2 separate regions of the Callithrix jacchus genome follow, and region 1 is linked to region 2. A link is a contact called in public Hi-C data. All regions are on one chromosome and are shown on one strand. Each heading gives the region's core, a stretch centred on a gene start, on an enhancer-like site or on the middle of the called end of the contact. The rest is flanking DNA. Distances are from core to core; before and after follow the strand shown.

Region 1 (5,313 bases), core at 268-2,767, 420 kb before region 2:
CCACCCAGTTCCTTCCCTAAATGGGCATTCATTTCCGTATAACGAGGATGGCTGTGTTTGGGGCGAAATAACAGTTTTGGAAGCACAATGGCGGTTACTCGTGGCTCCTGAAACAATCCACCTGGTGGGGGAGGGGGGGCGCGTCCCACACAAATGCCAACTGCTATTGTGGGAATGTTTTGCTATTTATTCCAGCAAAACGATTCAAAAAAAAAAAAGGGGGGGGGGAGTCGCCCTGTACTAGGTCTTGAACCCAAAAAACTGTTTGCACAGAGATTCATCCAAGATACATCACAGCCTCCACCTTAGCAGCTGCTCTCTCAGATGCTTCCTGACTGTCAAGTCCGTCTCCGCGTGAGGGGAGGAGGAGGGCGCTGCCAGCAATGGCGCTGCTGGCACGAAGGCTGGCCCGCAGCTTCTATTTAAAAGCTGAACCGAAATATGCCAGGCGTCTGCAGTCTATTTAAAACTCCAAGTTAAGGCAGAGGAAAATCACTCTCCACCCTGAATGGGCCTCGGGTGTCTCAATCACAGACAGGAGTGGCGAACGGGGAGAGTCACGGAGTGGGCAATGAGGAGCGCTGCGGGAGCAGGGCCAAGCCGACGCCGGCCATGGAAACCAGCCCGGGGCCGGGCGCGGCGGCTCCGCCTGGAATCCCAGCACTCCGGGGGGCCCGGGGGGCCGGATCACCTGAGGTCGGGAATGCGAGACCAGCCTGGCCACGTCTGTACCAAAAATACAAAATGAGCCAGGCAGGGTGGCGGGTGCCTGTCATCCCAGCTACTCGGGAGGCGGAAGCAGGAGAATCGCTGGAACCCGGGAGGCGGAGGTCGCGGCGGGCCAAGTTCGCGCCCTTGCACTCCAGCCTGGGCAACAGAGTGACAAACTCCGTCTCATAAAAAGGACCTCCGATTCGAACTCCTAACCCGAGGCTCCAGCTGCAATCCCTCGCGACCCTGACCTTTCGCACCCGTAGGCCACCTCTGCTCAGCGCCCCTCCCCAGCTTCAAGGCTTCCTCCTCAGAGTCCTCTCCCTAATTTGAGCGAGGTGGTCCCCTCGAGAGACGCCCCAGCTCAACAGTCTCCTCCCTTCAAGGTCCCTCTCCTCGGCGCGCTTCCTGCACAGCGCCCCTCCCCCACTCCCTCACCTCAGCGCGCCTCCCAGAGGAGGCTCCTCCTCGTTTCCCGCCCCTCGGTCCTCGCCTCTAACCCTCACCCTGCGCCGTGCCCGGGCTCCCTCCTCGCTACGCCCCCTCCAGGCCACACCCTCGGGTTCCCCCAGCTACTGGCCCGTTTGCCCCCCACGCCCCTAGGTCCTAGCCCAGCTCCCATTGCTTTCCGCCCCGCCCACTGCGGGGGCCCGCCCGCTCCCCCTCGCCCCGCCTCCTCATCTGCGCCCCGCCCAGCCCCTCCGTCCTCGCCCCGCCTCCTCATCTGCGCCCCGCCCAGCCCCTCCGTCCTCGCCCCGCCTCCTCATCTGCGCCCCGCCCAGCCCCTCCGTCCTCGCCCCGCCCTAGTCGGTTGGCGCCAAACCCTGTGGACAGCGGCTCGCGGATCTCCAGGCTCCGCGTTCTGTGTCCGAGTTAGAATCCTGTCAGCTGAGGACTGTCGGGAAAGGCCGGGCGGGGGCAGAGGGGTTTCACCTTGAAAATCTCGGGGAAACTGGGTACGAGGGGGGTAAGTGGCAAAAACCGACGGCGTGCGAAGACTCTGAGGGGACGCTCGTTTTGCCATGGCGCGCTTCCCTTTCTCGCTCCTTTTTTAGGGCCCTAGTGACTTGGAGCTTTCCGCTCCGACCCCTGGGGAGGAGTTTTGGTGACCTTGAGGGATTTCCAACCTCCTTATTTTAAATCGAATCGGACCTAAGTCCAGGAGGGCCCGCCTCGTCCTCCTGACGAGGGAATCCGGTGTCGGGAAAACGTCCGGCGGCCGCACGGGGGTCTGCCCAGGCCTCCTGCGGAGGGAGACGTCGAGGGCGACCCGACCGCGCTGCTGCCCCCTCCAGAGGTGGCCTTCAGCCAGGGGATGGGGCAGCCCTCCCTTAAATCCAACGGTTCGGTCCATCGAAGGCTCCGTGAGAGACGGGGACAATCTTTTCATTTCATCCCGGGGAGAAGAAATGGATGACGGGGACAGTAAATGCGGAGCTGGGGTGCTCATACTTGTAGCCCTCTGAAGGACAGACCCCGGAAGACCCCGTCCACACGGTCTTGGTTGCCTTCCATCCTTTGCTGTTTGCGGTGCCCGGTGGTCAGACCCTGCTTCTGCCTTAGAATTAATAATAGTCCGTGGCTCGCGCCTGTAATCCCAGCACTTTAGAGGCCGAGGCGGGCAGATCACGAGGTCAGGAGATCGAGAACATCCTGGCCAACATGGTGAAACCCCCTCTCTGCTAAAATACAAAAAATCAGCTGGGCGTGGTGGCTCGCGCCTGTAATCCCAGCACTTTAGAGGCCGAGGCGGGCAGATCATGAGGTCAGGAGATCGAGAACATCCTGGCCAACATGGTGAAACCCCGTCTCTGCTAAAATACAAAACATCAGCTGCGCGTGGTGGCTCGCGCCTGTAGTCCCAGCTAATTGGGAGGCTGAGGCAGGAGAATCGCTGGAACCCAGGAGGCAGAGGTTGCAGTGAGCAGAGATCACGCCACTGCACTCCAGGCTGGGCGACAGAGCTAGACTCCTCAAAAAAAAAAAAAAAATAGTCCGTTCCCTTTGTTCTAGGGTCCAACCCCTAACTTTGGTATCAAATGAGGAAACGGAATAGACCGAGAAAAATGATTATTTGGATGGCATTTTATTGTAATAAGCACAATCACAGTTCGTGGATTCCTGAGATTTCTTTTTGAGTCTACAATCTTAAAGACTTTCACTGCTTTATCAGCTTTAATATTATGTATCCACCATATTTTTAAATCTTAACAAAATCGGCCTGGCACTGTGGCTCACGCCTGTAATCCCAGCACTTTGGGAGGTCAAGGCGGGTGGATAATGACGTCAGGAGTTGGAGACCAGCCTGACCAAACATGGTGAAACCCCATCTCTACTAAAAATACAAAAATATACCGGGCATGGTGGTGCACGCCTGTAATCCCAGCTACTTGGGAGGCTGAGGCAGAAGAATCACTTGTACCCGGGAGGCGGAGGTTGCAGTGGGCCAAGATTGTGCCACTGCACTCCAGCCTGGGTGACAGAGCAGGACTCCTCAAAAAAAAGAAACTAGTAAATACTGTGAAAGAAAGTATAGCTAATGTTCTATGAAACAAAAAGGTAGATGTCACAGGAGTGTCCATTCATAATCATAGCAGGCAGGAAGGCCTTCATCATAAATGAGAAAAATAAAATCCATTTATTGAGGACAAAGTTGGAGGTGCCAGGGAGGACACAAGGAAGAATGATATAATGTCAAGGTTCTTAGAATGTTGTTAAACAAGAAGGGTTAAAAGCAATATGCACTTCTAAATAACATTTCAAGGCAATAATAAAGATATTACATAGTCATGATTAGCTGTGCAATGGAAATCAGCTGATAAATATCACTGTTGGGGAAAGACAAAAAATTTGTCTTTCCCCCAATTTGCCCCTCAGGCACCTGTGTGAGTGTGAGGACACACATACACACACACACACACAAAAGAAATAATGCCACATGCCTTGCAGAAAGAAGATAGGCAGGCCTAGTCTTTCCAAGCTAAATACTTCTCTTCTAGTCCTTGGTGACTTTGAAATGAAATCAGAGGCCTCAGGACAAAGGACTACTCTTTTTTTCCCCCTGCTCCCCTCTCCTCAGAGGACTACTTCTTAAATATATTTCTTATTTTCCCAGAAGCGATTATTTTTCTGTTGCTCACCTTTCAATATGAAGGAGGATCAGGTTGTGGAAGAACCAGGATTCCAAGATGAAGAGGTATGACTAGAGCGTTGAAAGATATGTAGACATTCAGTCATTCCACAAAAATCAAGTTCCTTCTCTGTTAGTTACTATTTTTAGAAATTGAAAGTAGAAATAACACATAGTTATATATTGCAAGTATGTAACAACTTCTTTGGCAAGGATGCTAAGATTAGCTACTTAGCAACTGGTATGAAAGTATTTTAATAACTTAGCAGCTGCTATGGCCATACTGATACCTATACACAGTGATACCGAATAGCAGCCTTGTCCTAGAGGAAGGAGTTTAGGATCTGGAAAGGAAGAAGGTTGAGAGAACATATTTAAAATAGGTCAAATGTTGTTCCAGTCTTTTGGGTAAAATTTTAGGGAGGGCATGACAAAGGTAATTGACTTCCAAGCCCTTTCAATATTGGTGCTTCTTCTAAGTATGTGTTTGAAAAACAGTATTGATCCTTCCTCAATCTGTCTAGAGAAGTGGAATTTGAGGAATTTTGGAGTGACTCATAGTATTGAATCACCTCTTTAAAAGATGTGAAATAGCTGGATATGAAGAATCAAAACTTCATTTTTTCTGTTTCTTCTTCTTTAGGAATCTTTGTTTCAAGATATTGACCTGTTACAAAAACATGGAATTGTAAGTAGTTTTTCAATGCTAAGTTGTCTGATTCAGGATTTCTCAGCATCAACCTTACGGACATTTGGGCCTGGATAAGGCTTTTTTGCAAGGAGCTGTCCTGTGCATTGCAGGGCCTCTACTCACTCACTACATATCAGTAGCACCCCTCCATCTGTGACAACCAAAATGTCTCCAGACATTGTCAAGTGTACCCAGAGGACAAAACTATGTTCTAAATGTCAGGTGACTGGAATAAATGATGTTGGCAGAAACCCAGACTTTGAATAACAAACTGGGTGGACTTTAACAGCAATCAGTTGATAGTAAAACTGTGCTGACATTATCCGTTGTAACCCTCACATTTAATCTCTTTTAGTGGTTTTAGAAAATAGAAGCAAGAGAAAATCCTGGTCCTTTGGTGATGTAGTTATTTGCATTCTCCATAGGCAGAGGAAAAAAATCTTTAGAAATGTAAAAGAACATGTTGGTAATGAAGTTCTGTAAAAGGAAGGAGCTGAACTGAGGGGGTGAATGTGTGATAAATTTGTTAGCTTTTCTACCAACAGACTCTTCTTTTGAGTTCCTTGTTACATTTTCTGGCCATGGTCTCACTGACATTTTTGGGAAATCAGGGCACAGTCGGAACATTTGGCAGCCTGCTGAGTATGTTCTACTCAGATATTTCCAGAACATTTGGCTACATGGTGGGTGGATTCCACCTGGCTGCTTGTATAAAATTGGCATCATGGTGGAAGGAGATGGACACAGAAACACATGACATAGTATGGGAGCCTTTCAGGCT
Region 2 (4,983 bases), core at 1,014-3,513:
GGTCCCCCTTCCCTTTCATTCATTCGATCTCTGCGATTTGAGACAGGTTCTGTCCTTGTCACCTTATCAGGCATCTAGGGAATCTGACGGCTACCTGCTGAAGGAGTTAACTATCCACCTCCCACCTCCTCATTACCTCTCAGTTTCCACTATAAACTAGCATTGACTGGTGTTTCATGGTAAGTACTTGCGCTGATTCACTTATTCATTCAAAAAACATTTGCTACCAACCTACTGACATCAAGCCCCTTACTAAGCGCTGAGCGCAGAGAAAGGCATTGCACTCACTCCTTGATCCGAAAGAGGATACATTGTAATGGGAAGACAAATCTAATTTCTGAAAATCTACTAATAACCTATGTTGGGAAGGAAGGTATGTCTACAACATTCCTATCCAACCTTCAAAACCTGGCTCAACTGCCACCTTCTCCATGAAGCTTTCCTTGATCACCCCAGCGGAAGCACTGCTCCATCTGCTTTCTCTCCTTGTCACCAAGTCATGCTAATAGTGCCCTTATGGAACCGAGCTGTGATTATCCCTTTAACTGTCCATAGTCCCCTACAAATAGTGAGCTCCTGGAAGAGCAGGGTGCACTGCTGCTTCAGCACAACACCTGCTCCACCGCTGAGACGCAAGGGTTTGTGGGACTGGCAAGTCCAGGGAAATAAGGGACTTGGGGTTCCCATGCTCCTGGAACTTGGGGGAATAAAATACTCACAGTTTATCCTCCTCGATGTCATAATCCAAGTCTGCAAACATGGTTCCGAGAGTTGGAGCAGGCGGGCTAACTGCCCAGCTCGGTAGGGGAATAGGGGACTGGATCTGGGAGAGAAAGGAACATAGGATTTAGGGAACCGAAGTGCCTGAATGTCAACACCACCCCTTCCTCCACCACCCTCATACGGGACAGCAGGGCCCTCTTCTTCCCCTCTGGAGTGGGATGGGGCAATCTCCGGGTAGGGGGGGCTGGGTAGGTGATTCTTACTAGGTACAAGGGGGGACTCAAGGCCAGGATGATGGGCTCAGATCCCAGAGCCCGGCCCAAGGGTCTCCAGGTCCTGGGGAGCTGCCTCTGTTGCTCACCGGAAGCGTCAGTCCCAGAGCCGGGTTCGGGCCAGGCTGGTACCTGAACCCACCTGCCGTTCCACCTGGCGGTGGCCGCGACTATCACGTCACTTCCAGTAAGACGCGGAAGTCCCGCCCTTTCCCCGCTGGGTGTTTGCCCCAATCCCTGCAGACAATCCTTCCCTCACCCGCTCCCGGGACTCTCGGAACCAAGAACAAGAACAAGTATTGGCAGAGGCTCGCTGTTAGTAGGAACAAGCGGAAACAGAGGAAAAGTCTGGACAGGCTGACAGCGTCTAACCCCGCCCTTTGCCCTGACGCCGCCGCCATCTTGGGAAGGGCAGGGTTTGTCCCAGCTTCCTCAGCGGCACTCAGGGACCCGCGCCGGGTGGCGGTTGCCAGGGCAACGGAAGCATCTCTGAGCTGGGGTTACCTCCCGCGAGGCTCAGTGGAGTATAAACCCCGAGACCTGCCCTTTCACCCCTTAACCACCTGGGCCTGTGACTCCCCTACTAGAAAGGCCCTTTGAGGTCCCAGCGCATCCCAGTTTCGCAGGCGAGGAAACTTAAGTGCCAAAGAGCCGGCAGTGATTTTGTGCAGAGCCACACGCAGTTGGTATAATATCTGGACTGTGGCCTCGAAACTCCCGCCGCCTAGTCTAGTCTAGGGATCTTTGAACATCCGAACACTAAGCAGAGAGCCGGGAGTGGTGTATTCAGTGGATCTTGCTATTAAGATTGGACATGCCCCCTTCCCTCTATGTGCTTGAGTTTCCCCATATGTAAACTAAGGCCATATGGTCAATGCTTTCTATGGTATATGGTGAAACATTTCTCACCCCCCCCATCTCCTTCCTTAGTCCTGAGGAGCAGCCACCCTGGGGTCCCACGGAGGGTCACAGCCCCCATGTACCTGAGGCTCGGGAAACGTCATCAGTGCTCCCCTGTCGAAGCTTTCTCTCCAGCCTCTGCTGCCACTGCTATTGTGTAAAGTGGATTCCCTGCGGGAGGCTGGATCTCCCAGAGCCACAGCCATGCCTCCACCTCATCCCGACAGCACGGGGCCAGGGCCATCCAGCTGGCTTCCCTAGCTGCCCCAGGGGCCACAGAGGAAAGATGCAGAAGGATGGATATCCACATATCCCACGGGCGATGGAAGCCCCACCCTACTCTCTCCTTAGGGAGCTAATCTGAGTCTGGACAGATGTGTAGAATGCCGTGATAGCAACAGCCTTCCCACGTGTCCACTGCTCTCCAGTCAGATCACTTTCACAGGATTTTCAAGCTCACCACCACCCTGTGAGGAGAGACCAAGTCTTGCCAGCCACAGTGTGCAGGCAAGGAAACTAAGGCCCAGAGAAGTCTCTTCCTCTGGTATCCTAGTGGCAAGACTAGGGCTGGGACAACCAAGCTCTGTTTCCAGGCCAGACTTTTGGTTTTAAAAAGCAACAGTCTAAGGCCAGGCATGGCGGCTCATACCTGTAATGTCAGCACTTCAGGAGGCCCAGGCACACAGATCATCTGAGGTCAGGAATTCAAGACCAGCCTGACCAACATGGAGAAACCCTGTCTCTACTAACAACACAAAAATTAGCTGGGCATGGTGGCACGCTTCTGTAATCCCAGCTACTCAGGAGGTTGAGGCAGGAGAATCGCTTGAACCCTGGATAGCAGGAGTTGCGGTGAGCCAAGATTTCACCACTGCACTCCAGCCTGGGTGATAGAGCGAGACTCCATCTCAACAACAACAACAAAAAAGATTAAAAGGAGAAACAGGTATGAGTGCTTTGTAAACAATTTGCATGGCACAGCTGTCACTCTGACCTCAAAACCCCCTACCCACTCTGGCCCCTCTTCCCAGGTGGGGGCAAGATGCCCCTTTTTTCTGCTTCATCCATCCCTTACCTCCAGGCCCCGATCTAATTTGCCTCCTCCCGGCAGTGTCAGCAGACAAGCTTAGCTCATATATGTTGCTCCCTTTCTGAGCTCCTGAGTATTTGCTCTCTGAATCATTCATTCAGCAGTTTGCTATGACTTGGCCTCGTGAGATCGCTCCATGGTTTTCCTGCGCCAATTCTGCGATGAGTAATTTATTGCATGTCTGTGTTTTGTCTGGAAAGGCTTTTTCTCCCTTAAATTTGGGGCTCAGATCTCGTAACTTGACAAATTATAAACTGCTTCTCCCTGTCCCTCTTTTTATTGTGTTCTCTTTCTCTACTTTTTCTTTTTTTTGAGACAGAGTCTTGCTCTTTCGCCCAGGCTGAAGTGCAGTGGCACAATCTCGGCTCACTGCAACCTTTGCCTCTTGGGTAAAGCGATTCTTCTGCCTCAGCCTCCTGAGTAGCTGGGACTACGGGCACCTGCCACCACACTCAGCTATTTTTTTTTTTTTTTTTAAGATGGAGCCTCGCTCTTATTGCCCAGGCTGGAGTGCAAATGGCGAGATCTTGGCTCACTGTAACCTCTGCTTCCTGGATTCAAGTGATTCTCCTGCCTCAGCCTCCCGAGAGGCTGGGGCGATAGGCGCCCACCACCACACCTGGCTAATTTTTTGTATCTTTAGTAGAGACGAGGTTTCACCATGTTGACCAGGCTGGTCTTGAACTCCTGACCTCGTGATCTGCCCAACACGGCCTCCCAAAGTGCTGGGATTACAGGAGTAAGCCACTGCACCTGGCCTAATTTTTGAATTTTTAGTAGAGACAGGGTTTTACCATGTTGGCCAGACTGGTCTCAATCTCCTGACCTCAGGTGATCCACCTGCCTCAGCTTCCCAAAGTACTAGGATTACAGGTGTGAGCCTCCTCGGCCGGCCTCTTTCTCTACTGACTTTCTAATCCCTGGCACTCCCACTTTCCACAGGATACTTGGAATCCATCAACAGGTGTCATTGTGACAAACAAGAAAAAGAAAATCGGATTGCTTTGTAATACCTATTGGTGTGAAAATGTCATGACCCGCTAAGGTTTTTAGCAGAGGGGTCACCTGAATCAGCCCGCACAGCACAGGAACATGCCCCAGTCAATTCAGGGGGTCTGGTTGGGACCAGGAATCTATTTGAGAACAAAGACAGTTCAAATACCTTATTCTATCACCCAAGTAAGCACTTCTTGTCTTTCCAGCTAGACAGGAAGTCCCTGATGGGGGTGGGCGAGGTGCCTTGTTTTGCTCTTCTCTGAATCGTCCACGGTGTCCAGCACATACCTGGCCGCAAATCTAGCGCTTGCAGAAGTAGCTGCGGCTTTAGTGTGAGATGAGGCTTTCTTTGGGTCCGGGAGGGAGGACTTGGATGGGCAGAGGGATCAAGAGGGTCAGATGTCTCAGGGAGGAGATGAGGGTCTGAACAGGGATGGTGGCAGTGACCCAAGTTTCCTCCACAGGGCTGGAGTCACCAGGCTGTGTCTAGGTTCTGAACTTTGGTTTTGGAAAAACAGCATTCTTCAAATCCAACAGCTGTAACAGAGACTGGAGCTCCCGAAGCCCAGGGTGGCTCCAGCTCAAATCCCAGCTCCTCTCTTTTGGCTGGAGGACCTTGGACAAGTCACCCTTTGTCTCTGAGCCTTGGTGTCTGTAGAGTTAGGATGACGATCCTCCCAAAACAGTAGCTAAAAAGAGGAAGACAGGCTGGGAGTGGTGGCTCACGCCTGTAATCCCAGCACTTTTGGAGGCCGAGGCAGGCAAATCACCTGACGTCAGGAGTTCAAGACCAACCTGGCCAACATGGCGAAACCCCGTCTCTACTAAAAATACAGAAAATTAGCCAGGTGTGGTGGCACATACCTGTATTCCCAGCTACTTAGGAGACTGAGGCATGAGAATTACTTGAACGCAGGAGGCGGAGGTTGGAGTGAGCCGAGATCACGCCACTGCACTCCAGCCTGGACAATAGAGTGAGACTCCATCTCAAAAAACAGATAA

Evidence for each region. A called contact is a pair of places that touch in the nucleus more often than the background predicts.
Region 1: a contact with region 2 is called in a Hi-C map of skeletal muscle, with 4 times the contacts expected there. The contact joins the promoter of DMC1 here to the promoter of PICK1 in region 2. A contact is called at or near these places in 2 of 3 Hi-C or Micro-C datasets (both in skeletal muscle).

Annotation. Positions count from the first base shown.
Region 1 is chr1:209,474,731-209,480,043 of calJac240_pri, reverse strand. DMC1 (DNA meiotic recombinase 1) reads left to right here and starts at 1,517. Exons shown (of 14, transcript XM_017963708.5): 1 at 1,517-1,678; 2 at 3,827-3,907; 3 at 4,485-4,529. The coding sequence starts at 3,860.
Region 2 is chr1:209,054,232-209,059,214 of calJac240_pri, reverse strand. PICK1 (protein interacting with PRKCA 1) reads right to left here and starts at 2,263. Exons shown (of 13, transcript XM_035272435.3): 1 at 1,979-2,263; 2 at 720-823. The coding sequence starts at 2,101.